Regions from separate parts of the Mus musculus genome. Here region 1 is linked to region 2. Evidence: chromatin contacts called from public HiChIP or PLAC-seq data. All regions are on one chromosome and are shown on one strand. The core of a region is the stretch at or near the end of the contact, and the rest is flanking DNA. Distances in the headings are between cores, read along the strand shown.

What was found. HiChIP or PLAC-seq counts read pairs in DNA pulled down with a chosen protein or histone mark.
Region 1: a contact with region 2 is called in an H3K4me3 HiChIP or PLAC-seq map of embryonic stem cells, with 62 read pairs. The contact joins two enhancer-like sites. A contact is called at or near these places in 4 of 15 datasets of contacts at CTCF or cohesin (CD8 T cells, the NIH/3T3 cell line, large pre-B cells and 1 more), 12 of 484 Hi-C or Micro-C datasets (the C10 cell line, bone marrow-derived macrophages, cerebral cortex and 8 more) and 25 of 115 datasets of contacts at active chromatin or transcription factors (CD8 T cells, the NIH/3T3 cell line, acute myeloid leukemia and 14 more).

The regions. Positions count from the first base shown.
Region 1 is chr3:131,468,443-131,474,392 of GRCm38.p6, reverse strand. All of the region lies in intron 1 of Sgms2 (sphingomyelin synthase 2), which reads left to right. Among named protein-coding and RNA genes, the nearest start is that of Sgms2, 19 kb to the left of the region's middle. Within about 2 kb of position 4,547, at least 28 of the 459 cell types and tissues checked have an H3K27ac peak or open chromatin away from gene starts, as enhancers often do. A contact at or near this core is called in embryonic stem cells and trophoblast stem cells, where this site is marked.
Region 2 is chr3:131,363,123-131,369,295 of GRCm38.p6, reverse strand. All of the region lies in intron 1 of Sgms2 (sphingomyelin synthase 2), which reads left to right. Among named protein-coding and RNA genes, the nearest start is that of Cyp2u1, 63 kb to the right of the region's middle. Within about 2 kb of position 4,400, at least 163 of the 459 cell types and tissues checked have an H3K27ac peak or open chromatin away from gene starts, as enhancers often do. A contact at or near this core is called in embryonic stem cells and trophoblast stem cells, where this site is marked.

The DNA.
Region 1 (5,950 bases), core at 3,298-5,797, 100 kb before region 2:
ATTTTACCCAGGATTCCATCTCTCTCCCCATCTCCTTTTAAGATGTTTGCTTCATTTGCAGTCTGCATCTGTGTGGGAATTTTGTCTGAACCCTGATGAAAACCATTTACCCATTTAAAAGCCTCACTTCCTCTCTTCTTTGTCCTTCTACACAATTCTTTTACTTATTTGATGTTTTCATCAGTCTTGCTGCATAGCCCAGGCTAGCCTCCACCTCCAAAGCGCTGAGGTTGCCTATGTGAGCCACCACAGCCAGAATTACTATTTTTGTTTGTCTTTGGAAACAAAACCTCCTGTAGCCCAGGCTACCTTTGAACTCCTGATCCTCCTGTCTCTGCCTACTGAATTCTGGGATTAGAAACATTCACCATCAGGAATGGCTAGCCTCACCTTTTTCGAAGGGTTTGTGTAGTTCTCACAGCCTGGGTTGGAGGTGAGCACAGCCCACCTTCCTCTCTTGGCAAGCTCCCCCGCCCCCAGCACCCCCCCCCCGCCCCCCTCACCCCCTACCCCCCACCCCGGTCTTCATTGTCTCCTCTGGTTGTCACCTTTCACACCACTGGTGTGTGGAGTATTTGTGGTTTGTTTTGGTTTGGGTTTTTTCCCTTTCAGTCCCATCACTTTGTTTTTCTCTTCATTACCTCTTGCAGCCTCCCAATTATACTAGTTGCCATGGAGACAGATGTACTCTGAGTGGATATTCCTTTAGGTGGAGAGATAGTAGCAGGAGATGGGTAAGCCTTGTTTTTCTGCAAATGTTTCCTAGTAACAGAAACAACTACTATAGACTATCATATAGAAACAGTTGTGGGAGAGTTACTTACTTTCTTAGGAAGGATTGGTTTTCTTTTTCCTCTCTTTTTAAAGATTATTTTTGTTTTGTTTTAAGTGTTTGAGTGCTTTGTATATACAAAATAAATATAAATAAAATGAAACACGTTAAATGGAACCAGAGAGCCTCCTTAGAGGCCTTCGTACTGTGAGAGTCCTAATGGGTTAGTTATTATGGATTTGTGGGGTACCTGAGTTGTGCCTAGATATATGGGCTCCCTTCAGTGTACCTGGACCCCGCTTTCCTTGCCGTGACCACACCAGGTGTGGCTGCCTGACCTTGACCTTTGCATCTTTCAGAACCCTGAGGAGAATAAACCTCCATTGACAACACTAGAGTGCCCTACTTTTTATGACTTCTTTTGGGTCAATCAAAAATAGGCTTCCATTGTATTTAAACAGTGCATTTTTGATCTTCACCCAGATTTTTAAACCCCTGAAGCAGAGACCAAGTCTAGGGGATACAGCATTAAGAGGTTGCTTACCACAGTGCTGATACTTTAAAAAAAGAAAACAAACTTCATGAGGCTGGGAGGGGTGGAGCCAAAGGCTACAAGTAGACTCAGTCTGATGTCATTATGTTGCAGCGCAGACACTAAGATTGATGGAGAGGAGGGTAAGTTTTAACTAATTTGGGTTATTTTCAGAGTGCCCTTGTAATGGCCAGAATCAGGGACATGGTGACTGTCGGGAGTGCATAGTTGATTCTGTAGCCTGAACACTTAATGTACGGAAAGCTTAAGTAATTAATTTGTAGATTCTCTTAATACTTTCATAGTGCATCATAGAAAAGATCATGGCAGATTCCCTCTAAGAGAGATAAAGAGGAAAATGTGAATTTTCACTTGTATCTCAGAGGTAACAGAATTTTGGCAACTAATGGTCATTTCAAGAAAAACAAACTTGGGGTCTGTGTGTGGTGGTGCATGCCTGTAATCCCAGCTGCTAGGGAGGATCAGACAGGAGGATTTAAAGTTCAAGGCTAGCCTGGACTACATGGAGAGAGACTCCGTCTCACTTAGCTCTCCATACACACACACAGAAAACAAGTTCCTGACTATGACCCTCTTATCCCCGATCCTTTCACTGCTGAGCTGAGATTCTGCATGCCGACAGATGTGGGAGAATCCAGGATTCATGCTTGTGTGTTGGGGGGACACAGGGCGGCTGTTTGAAATCTGATGATGGAGTTATAATCCAGTGTTTTACTTTCCCATTGCGTCTTTGTTGACCCTTAACTGCGTGTATACACACACCTCTGCCCTATGATGTAATCTGAGCCTAGCTTTTGCTCCATTCATATTTTTAAACGCTTCTTTTTGAGTTGTAGTTATTTTTATTTTGTATGTGTTTTGCCTATATGTATGGCCGTGTACCGCTTGCAATGCAGTTCCAGAAGAGGCCAGAAGAGGGCCTCTTAGGGGGGTCCAGATAGATCCCTTGGAACTGGATTTACAGATGGTTGTGAGGCACTGAGGGGTGCTGGGGGCGGAAGCTTGATCCTCTGCAAAGGCTGTCGGTGCTCTTAGCTTTGGAGCCCTCCCCCCAGCCTCCTGGGATTTCTTTAATTGCCTTTCATCAGTGAGCTAAGGATGCTAATGAGGCTCCAGGCAGGAGGCTGTGCAGGAGGAAGGTTGCTTCTGAATGGTTTCATAGGACACAGGAAGGCCACGGGTAGTGTTGGTCACTAAGCATCCTTTGCACGGATGGATGGTTGAGCCCTGTGCTGCTTTCCTTCGGCTGGGGGATGCCAAACTGAATTATTATTTCTTTTTTTGGTGGGGGTGTGGGGAGCCAGGCTCTTTCTATGTACCTTGGCTGTTCTGGAACTAACTATGTAGACCAGGCTGGCCTCAAACTCACACACAGATCCATGCACTGCATCCAGAGTGCAGAGATTAGAGGCATTCACCCCCCAGCGCACCAGGCTTGGATTCTGTCTTTTAAATGATACGCTTGAGAACGCATGCGCACTCTAGGGCATGGACTACTTACAGTGTCCCTTTCCGTACCCCCTCCCCAACCGCCAATCTCAAGTTGCAGGTTTTCATCGTTAATAAAACCCATTCTTAGTAAAAATCCAGTTTTCCTTCCTAAAAGGATGGACCTCGCTCGAGCCCCGCTTTCACTGAAACATTACCAATGCCTTAGGGCTGAGCACATACTCACGTGATTCATTAGCTATGTCTACATCCTAAGGATCACCTAATTGTTTCAGTATAAAGTTTAAAAAGAAATACCTTCTTAAAAATCATTCGTCCTCAAAAAAAAAAGTTAATTTAAGAGGGAGTGTCTGTATAAAGAACTCAGCTGGACACTAAACATATCCAAGATTTAACCAGCAGAGCTCTCGGGTGTGCCCGCGCCATTGATTTATAAACTCTTAGTGCTACCCCCATGGTTTCTCAATACTGGGTTTGGAAGCAGAAGTGGAAAGAAGTGCGGTGTCAGCCATGAGTTGCCATAGATACACTTGTCAACACGAGCTGTTAGCTCCGGCTGCCATGGCAACAGGAGATGGAGGGTGGGTGGGTGGGGTGGGGCTGAGGCCAGTCCTCAGGTCAGCCTCCCTCTGAGGTTGACTTGGGGCTGAGAAGGCTCCAAGGTCTCCCATCCTGTGGGCTGAGATTAAGAGTAAATTTGCTGTGCCCTGAGTGAATGCTACTTTATAAAGGGCATCCAGGGAGGCAGCCTCCGTCCGTGTGGAATCTGTCGCTGGGAATGTGGTCCCTAGAAGCCACAAGAAGGTCTTTCAGGATGAATTGTTTTTATTTGAAATTACAGTGTAGGGCTTGGATGGAATTTTGAAAGCTGCTGAGAAATAACCTTTGGGTATGTGGCTGTTATTTCTGTAGATAGGTTTCCGTCTAATGGTGGAGTACAAGGCCTGTGGGCTGTCTGTTTAGAAGGAATATAGGAGGTCAATTTTTGAGAAGCGATTAAAATACTTAAGAGCTTGTGTCACTGTAGGGATGGGGAATGTGCAAACCAAAGTGGTTGTGCATAAAGAAGGGCTTTAAAAATGTGAGGACAGGGCTGGAGAGATGGCTCAGTGGTTAAGAGCTCTGGCTGCTCTACCAGAGGTCCTGAGTTCAATTCCCAGCAACCACATGGTGGCTCACAACCATCTGTCATGGGATCTGAGGCCCCTCTTCTGGTGTGTCTGAAGACAGCGCCAATGTGCTCACATAAAATAAACAAATCTTTTTTCAAAAATGTTGAGTACATGCTCTTTGTAAGATATGACTCTTCAGTACCCAAAGGAGCCAGACAAGCCCACCAAGCAGTCAGTCACTGGAAGTAGCTCGTGTGCAAATGGAATCTAGCTGTCTCAAAGGTAGATTGACTAACTGCTCATACTTGGATTTTGGTTGCTGATTTGTATGGCCATTGATCTGGTTTTTGTTACCCAAGTTGTTAGGGTCACAGCTTAAGCCCTGTAGCCTGACTTACTAGGCTCTGCCATCCTCCTTCAGTGTGCCAACTAGACAGAGAAGTGACAGGGACAACCAGAGGAAGATGTACTCTGTGTGTTCACCTTGAGCAGAAGAGCAAATGAAGAGATCCAGTGGACCCCTCTCACCCCCCCAAACTCCACGCTCAGGGTCTTAGCTTGAAGCTTAGATTTAAATAGGAGACAGGAAGTGTGCATAACTGAGCAGGCTAGGACCAACCCTGCCCTCCTCCCCCTTGTCCCAGCCTCACTCTGAGCTTTATAACCTCTTTCCAGGAGGCCGGTTCCTGCTCAGGGTGGCACCAGCCTGGAGCCTTTTCTTCTTCCCAGCATGAGATTCCCACGGAAATTCCAGCTTCTCAGAGGCCATTGTTTGACTCCTCTGACAGTTTGATTTCTGATGGGGGCCTGTATCTGTAAGGATCCACTTCAGGTCCTCAGGCTTGGTGGCAAGCACCTTTACCCACTGAGCCGTATCACCATCCTTGCAAGAATGTTCTTACTACTTCAGAATGTAGCCCTCCGATAGAGTACTTCCTCACATGCACAGGCCCTGGGTTCAATACCTGGTGTACATACACACTACACACACTACACACAAGTTCACACACCCAGGCAACCAAGCAGAATACTAAAATAAGCAAACAGAAACAACGTTCTTAACCAGAGAGAGATCTAGATTTATATTTTCTTTTATATATGAATGTTTTAGCTGCATGCATGTGTATGTACCACATATGCTTTTGGTGCCCGTGGAGGTCATAAGAAGCCATCGGATCTCCCTGAACTGGAGTTACCCATGGTTGTAAAACCCCATGTGGGTGCTGGGAAGTGAACCTAGATTCTCAACACGTGCTCTTAAGCATTGGGAGTTTAAGCCTCCGCACTGAGAGTTTCTCTGCATTGCCAGTTATGTATTTTGAATGGAAAGCGAATTCCTAGTCTGTGAATTGTCTTACTTCTCTTAACTGCCTTTTTGCAGGCAGAAATTTCACAGGTTAGTGAGATCCGGCTTACCCACTGTTTTCTTCAATGGTTTATGGTTTTGATGTATCTAAAACACATTGCCAAATACATGGCCATATAAATACTTTCCACATCAGCCCCTCCATGCTTTTGTAATGAGGTGCCCAGTCGCTGAGGCATAACCTGTTAGAGGCTCTAGGCTTCTCTGTGAGAAACAGGCCTTGCAAGGATTTCTTGGAGTGCTCTGTTTCTTCCGATTCCCTTGGGTTCCATCAGCAGAAGTTTCTAGACGACAGGGCTGTGTTTTCATGGGCACAGTGTGCTTCCATCACTCTCTGATGTACCCAACAGCAGGCCTGCCCAGAACTTCATGGTAATGAGGGTTCCATGGTTCTGCATCCATTGTAGCGGCCATAGCAGCCAATGGGCACTTGAAATGGCCGGTGGAGCCAAGGACGTGCATTGTTTCAGTTAACTTAAACTTGAGTGGCTTGGTGTACCTTATAGCTGTGGCTGTAAACCGCACAGCAGTAGGAAATTCAGACAGATTAGAAAGACTCCTGGTCCACCGTGCTCACCTGTCTCCCTCAGTGCAGCCTTGATGAGCGTCTCTTAGACGGCAGGCAGAGTACTAGGTACCGGGAAAACGAGAGTGAAGCATGTAGTGAGGTTGAGTTCCCTGAAGGTCTTCAGATTCAA
Region 2 (6,173 bases), core at 3,151-5,650:
GTATTCCCAGCCTTAGAATTTTAGTTAAATAATCTGATTTTCCAGTTATGGTTTGATTCTGAAGTTTCTCTGCAAATCCACAGTTGTAGGAACGTCACATTTTGGCCCCCTGGTCTCCATGTACACCCATTTTCAGGACAACAGTGTTTTGCCTTGACCCAGCATAAGGCTCAAAGCCTGGAATAAGATTGGTATGTGATGATGTTGCATTAGCAACCTGTTTAACATTTTTAAGATATTGAACTAGAAAGTCAATAGCGTTTGTTAAAGCTGCTGTCCCTGAAAGAATGAAGACAGTGCTAAAACATCAGTTCTCAACCTGTGGGTCGTCATCCCCCTGGGGGTTAAGTAACTCTGTCCCAGGGGTTACATGTTAGAGATCCTGCGTATCGGATGTTGCGTTGCGATTCACGACAGTAGCAAAATTACAGTTAGGAAGTTGCAATGAAATCATTTTATGGTTGGGACTCACCACAACATGAGGAAGTGTATTAAAGGGTTGCCTCATTAGGAACGTTGAGAACTACTGTTCTAAAGAGTTTGAGGGTTGGAGAGATGGCTCAGCAATCAAGAACAATGTCTGGGGCTAGCAAGGTGGCTTAGTGGTTAAGAGCACTGGCTGCCCTTCCAGAGGTCCTGAGTTCAATTCCCAGCAACCACATGGTGGCTCCCAACCATCTGTAATGTGATCTGATGCCCTCTTCTGGTGTGTCTGGAGAAAGTGACAATGTACTCACATAAAATAAAAAATATAATAAAATAAAAAACAGTATAAAAAAAAAAAAAAAAAAAGGAACACTGTCTGGTCTTCCAGAAGACTCAGGTGTGATTCCCAGCAACCACATAGTGACTTACTACTATCTATAATTCCAGTTCTATCCATATCCTCTCTGGCCTCCACAGACCACAGATACTGCATGCACCTGGTGCACAGACATACATGCACGTAGACTACCCATACACATAGAGTGAAAATAAAGGTTAAAAACAACAGAGATGCTATCTTACCCTTTCATGTTGTTGTTGTTGTTGTTTTAATTTATGTTGAGGATTGATCCTCTGGTCTCATACATGCTACCTGTTACTCTACCACTAAGCTACATTCATGACCCTAAGAATTTCCATGTTTTGTCATCTCTCAGTCTTTTGGTAAAGGTCAGATGAGGAGGTTATGTTTTCAGTAGTCAAGAGCAACGGTTTTGGATGCTCAGCCATCCGCTAGCTTGGTTTTGCAGGTTGTTGGCTACGTTTCTTATTGCTGAGATCAAACGCCGGGCAAGAAGCTCACTAACAAAAGGGTTTATTTTAGTTGATGGGGAGACATCCCATTATAGCAGGGAAGGCACAGGAGCACGATGGAGGATGGGGGAGGGAGACGAATGAGAGAGAATGAGAATTACTGATGCCCAACACTTTCTCCTTTTTATTCAGTTTGAGGACCCCAGTTCATATTGTGGGTCTTCAGAGTCGGCCTTCCCTCTTCCATTCTGGAGATGTCACCATAGACACACTCAGAATCTTGTACCCAGTGTGATTCGGAATGTAGTCAGTGAAGATTAATCATAGCAGTTAGCAGTGAGTGACACTGTGGCGGCCACCACTTCCAGGGTTTTACACATGTTACCTCATGGTTTTCACAACAGACTTATTGGGTAGCCACTCTACTCTTGGTTCCACTTCTGACCTCAAGGTGACTGTCCCCAGTATTAAGTGACTTGCTAGACTATGACAGGATAGGGTTTGAGTTCAAGTCTTCCTTGCTTACCAGCTGAACCATTAGCCAACAGTCTTTCCTGAGCCATACACGTGTTAATATCTCACAGGTACTGCAGGAAACTGGTTAGACGTAGACTCATGTGTTTCTTTATTCTTTAATGTAACAATGATCTAATGGCCATGTCCAGAATCATATTTGGGAGTTCTGTAAAACACAAAATGGAGAATGTTACCCCCAGAACCCATTATTCTTTGGTTAAAATTCAAATGTCTTTTCTTCTGGGTTCCCTACGATCCAGACTTACTCATTACAGCCAAGTTGACTTGCCTACTGTTTGCAAACATATAACTCCCCCTGTGCACACACTATCCCTTCCGTTTCAGACCATCCCTCACTCAACAGCATAATTCCTCTTCATCCTTCAGATCTGAGTTGAAAAAGCCTTTCTTCCAGGAAGCCTTCCCTGAACTTTCTGAACAAGGTCGTGTCCTTGGCTCTGTGTTGCTATAGCCCTCAACTTTTTGATTACCCAGACGTTTATCTCCCTGTGTGATAGGGAATTGTATATTTTTCTCAGTTCTTCTGCAGGCTCTGTGAAACAGGGGGTAAAGGCTATCTGGTTCACCTGGCCACAATGGAAAGATGCCTAAGTGAAGGTTAAATACTGTTTCAAAGCAAGACAGTCTGTGCTCATTTGGATCTCGAGGTATACAGGCAACAAATGGTTCACTGTCATAGACAGGGCTCTGTGCACATGTGACGAGGAGGAGTCCCCAGCCAATCATAGAAAGGAAATTCTTTTAAAGTCTTTATGAAGCAGGTACCAACACATTCATGAGTTTAAATTAGGTGTCTGCAGGCAAATTCATCTCTTAAAGTCCAAACTCAGAGAAACTAAAGTCCTGAGCTTTCAAGTCCCAGCAATACACATGGACCTAAACACTTTTTTCTTTAGGGCCACAAGGAGTCCACCTGTCAACTGTTAACTCTATTCAAAGAAAATTTGCTTTAGACAAGATTAAGAACTTTAAAATATTTAGGGAATAATTCATACCCTTTATATCTTGCTAACAAGTTTAAATGCAATCAGTTTGGGATCATAAGAGTACTCTTTTCTTAAATAATCTATTGTTTTAATATGTCTTTTGAAAGAACACTGTTTTGAAGATGATAAAGGTTTAATATGATGCTTAAGGTGATCAGATCTAAAAACATGCATACAATCAATTCTAAACAAGTCTGTATTTATATATTTATTCATAAACATATATGTGTGTGTGTGTGTGTGTGTGTAACAATAATAATTAAAAAGAGGCCATGAATTTGAGAGGGGGCCATAGGAGGTGTTGGTGGGGGAATTTATGAAATTAACATTTTAATTAAAAATTGCTACTTAAGTCTATACTTGTATAGCTGTTAAAAATAAGTCAAGTCCATATTACCCTTAGAGTGATTATTAGGACCTGTGGATATAAGGAATACTGAAAACCCAGTATTAGAATGAAAATTATGGGGCAAGAAGAAAAAGGTTTTAAATTGCTTTTGTATCCTTCCATCCAAAAATGCTAAATAAATTTAGGATCTAGGGCTTTTCCACAGACACAAAGCTTACATCTTACTCTGTTGTATGTGTCTAAATAGATTCACCGAAATTGAGGACATTCAAATGAAACAAAACCCAGAATACTCAAAACAGAAACTTAAAAATAGAAAAACAAACAAAAACATCCAAGCCCATTCATGTATCTATGTTTTCAGGTTAAAAAAATAGCAATTTTTGAATATTAAATAACCAGGAAATGGAGAATCTAACAAAAAAGGAGGAAGAATGGATATGATCATATGTCATGGTATCCACGTTCAAAGAGTATTTTTTTAACTACAAGAAAAGTCAAACACTGTTGGAGCCTTATGGGACTCAGGCTCGGAGCGTTTGGGGTGGGGGTGGGGGCTGAAGATCCCTGTTCATCCAGGGTTTTGTGGACCAGGTGAGCACTGTGCAGTGTTCCCTGCTAGCATCCCTAGCTTCTACAGGAACCCAACTACATCCTCCATCCCGAATCCCAAGACAAAATTAACAAAATGGCTTTAGCCAGCTGTGCCACCCAAATGGTATTTGAGGGCGAGAAGTCTCTTAGTTCCAAAGCTGCTCACCATTGTATCCCACAATTCTTGATATAAGGGGGAAAAAGTGAAATCTTGTTTCTGGTCTGGGACGGATTCCACCAAGTGACTCAGTCTTCTTACAAAAAAAAAAAACAAAAACAAAAAGGAAAAGCTTTTTTGCCTATGAGGTCAGGATTAATTAGTCACTACCGTTTGGGAGTGTGCTGTGTTTACTGAGTTATGAGAGAGAAATTCACTGGTAAATTCGTGACCAAAAGGGGACTTCCTCACTCTGTAGAATTCCGCTCGCTCTCCCGGGAAGAGCAGGAATCCTGTCTCCTGTTCCAGTCTCGCCTTTCCTTCTGCTCTGAGGAATGGGTGTATTCTCCGTACGTACGTACTTACGTGCGTACGTATGCCATACCCCCTTTGAATTCTCTCGACCTAAAGGGAATGCCGAAGGAGCCCCCACTACCAGTGAGGAAAGTTGGGGGAAAGGGTCTGGGTTAAGCATTAATCCAAGAATCAGTGTGCAGCCGGGGAGAAGGTCACACTGGGTAAATAATCAGCTGTACCTGGGCTGAGCTGCCTTTTCCACTGCCAAACACAAACCTTCCGGTTACTAGGCAACGGCCGTGACTCGCACCCTGAATACTTCACTACAATGAAATGTCCAGCCCCCACATTTCCAGGAAATGCCCTTCTTTTAAGTCACTGGGGACCTGGGCGAACAGTCACTCAGGGTATCAGGTACCTTAGCCTGCCACTTGTCAGTGCCTGAGGGATGTAAGCTTAGGACAAACACAGATGTGCTGACCTGACCGTGAGAAGGAAGAGCGGAGTGGGGAAAAGCTGTACAGTGAATCACCTCCTTCACAGAATGACCCACGGGAGATGAAATCCATTGCCTTTAGAGAGGGAAAAGCGCACACTCCTAATCACTAAAATAGCCCAAGGTCCCAGAAGGTCACACCGTAACTTAGTGGCGGAGAGATAGGCTCTGGATCCAGATAGCTTCTATCGCTGTGATAGATATCTGAGGTTAGCTTGTCACTCCTCAGATGTGGACAGATAGCACCTGCCAGGTGAAGTGGCTGTGGGTGTTGACACCAATAATCAGGAAGTGCTAGAGCGGCCAAGCAGCTGTTATTCTGTGTACGCTGGGGAAGGGACATCTGGCCTCCAGGGAGGCCCAGCTAAATTAGGTAGAAAGGCACGGAAGGAAGGCACAGATAAGTGGGACCATATAGGAAGATATGAGAATCCTGATTACAGAAATTGTAACTAAACCACTTCATTTCTGAGGCTCTCCAGAATTCCATACTTTGCAAATCGGATGTTGAAAAGCCACATTAGCACTACACCGTGAGAATTTGTCTCGTGACTCCTAACATAAGAAGAAAGCAGCTTTCGTTTTTTTACTTCTTTTTCATACCACAGGCTACATCACAAATTTTTTTTGTAGAATTTATAATGGGACATGTAATTATACAAAGTAGCCACATGAAATTCTGGGAGCTTCTATCTGACGGATATGCAAATAAGCAGACGTGACCGACTCCAGGTTCTTCGGGGTCTTAACAAAATGTAGGATGATTCCAGTCTGCATGTGTATGGGCAGTACTTTCAGCGGCCGCCGTAGGTCCTCAGTAGAGTGCTTGGCTAGAGGCCAGCGACTGCATCGTTGTAAAACATGGAGTCTACCCTCTCAGCTCGGAACTAGTAGGAAAGAGAAGCCCGAGTAAGTAGCGAGCCGGGACGCTTTGTGGGACTGTGAACAGGTGCATGATGGCAGAGGGGAGGTCAGATGTTAAGGGATCCTGTGGGTACAGTGTGACTCACCTGGGGCCAGGAGTTCAGATGGACCAGAAGATGTTCTGTGTCTAAGACCTGTGGGAGCCATGACACATGAAGGCAGAATGAGGAGTGGTGGGTGAGCCTTTCTTCCCGCTGAACCCGCATCAGGGTCTGTTGCGTCTGGGTGGGGCTGGTGAGCTTTGGGTCCTACCACTTTCTTAAGGAAGTGGTAGGACCCAAAGCCCATTGAGGACCCTGCTTCTGGGAGCTGCCCCCAAGCCAGACATCATGAGTTGAGTTAGCCAGACATCTCGTTTGGCTGTAAACACAGAAGCACACTTTCTTGTTCAGTAGCTATGGAGACATTTTTTTTTTTCTTTCTATTTTGTTTTGAAGCAGGGTCTCATCTAGCTAGGGCTGGCCTTGAACCCCTCCTGTTCCTACCTCTGCTTGCCAAGTGCTAGGATTACAGGCAAATGGATGGAAAGACAAATTATTAAAAATCAGGCAAATTATCACACATTTTCTTCATGCAGATTCTAGATTTTATATA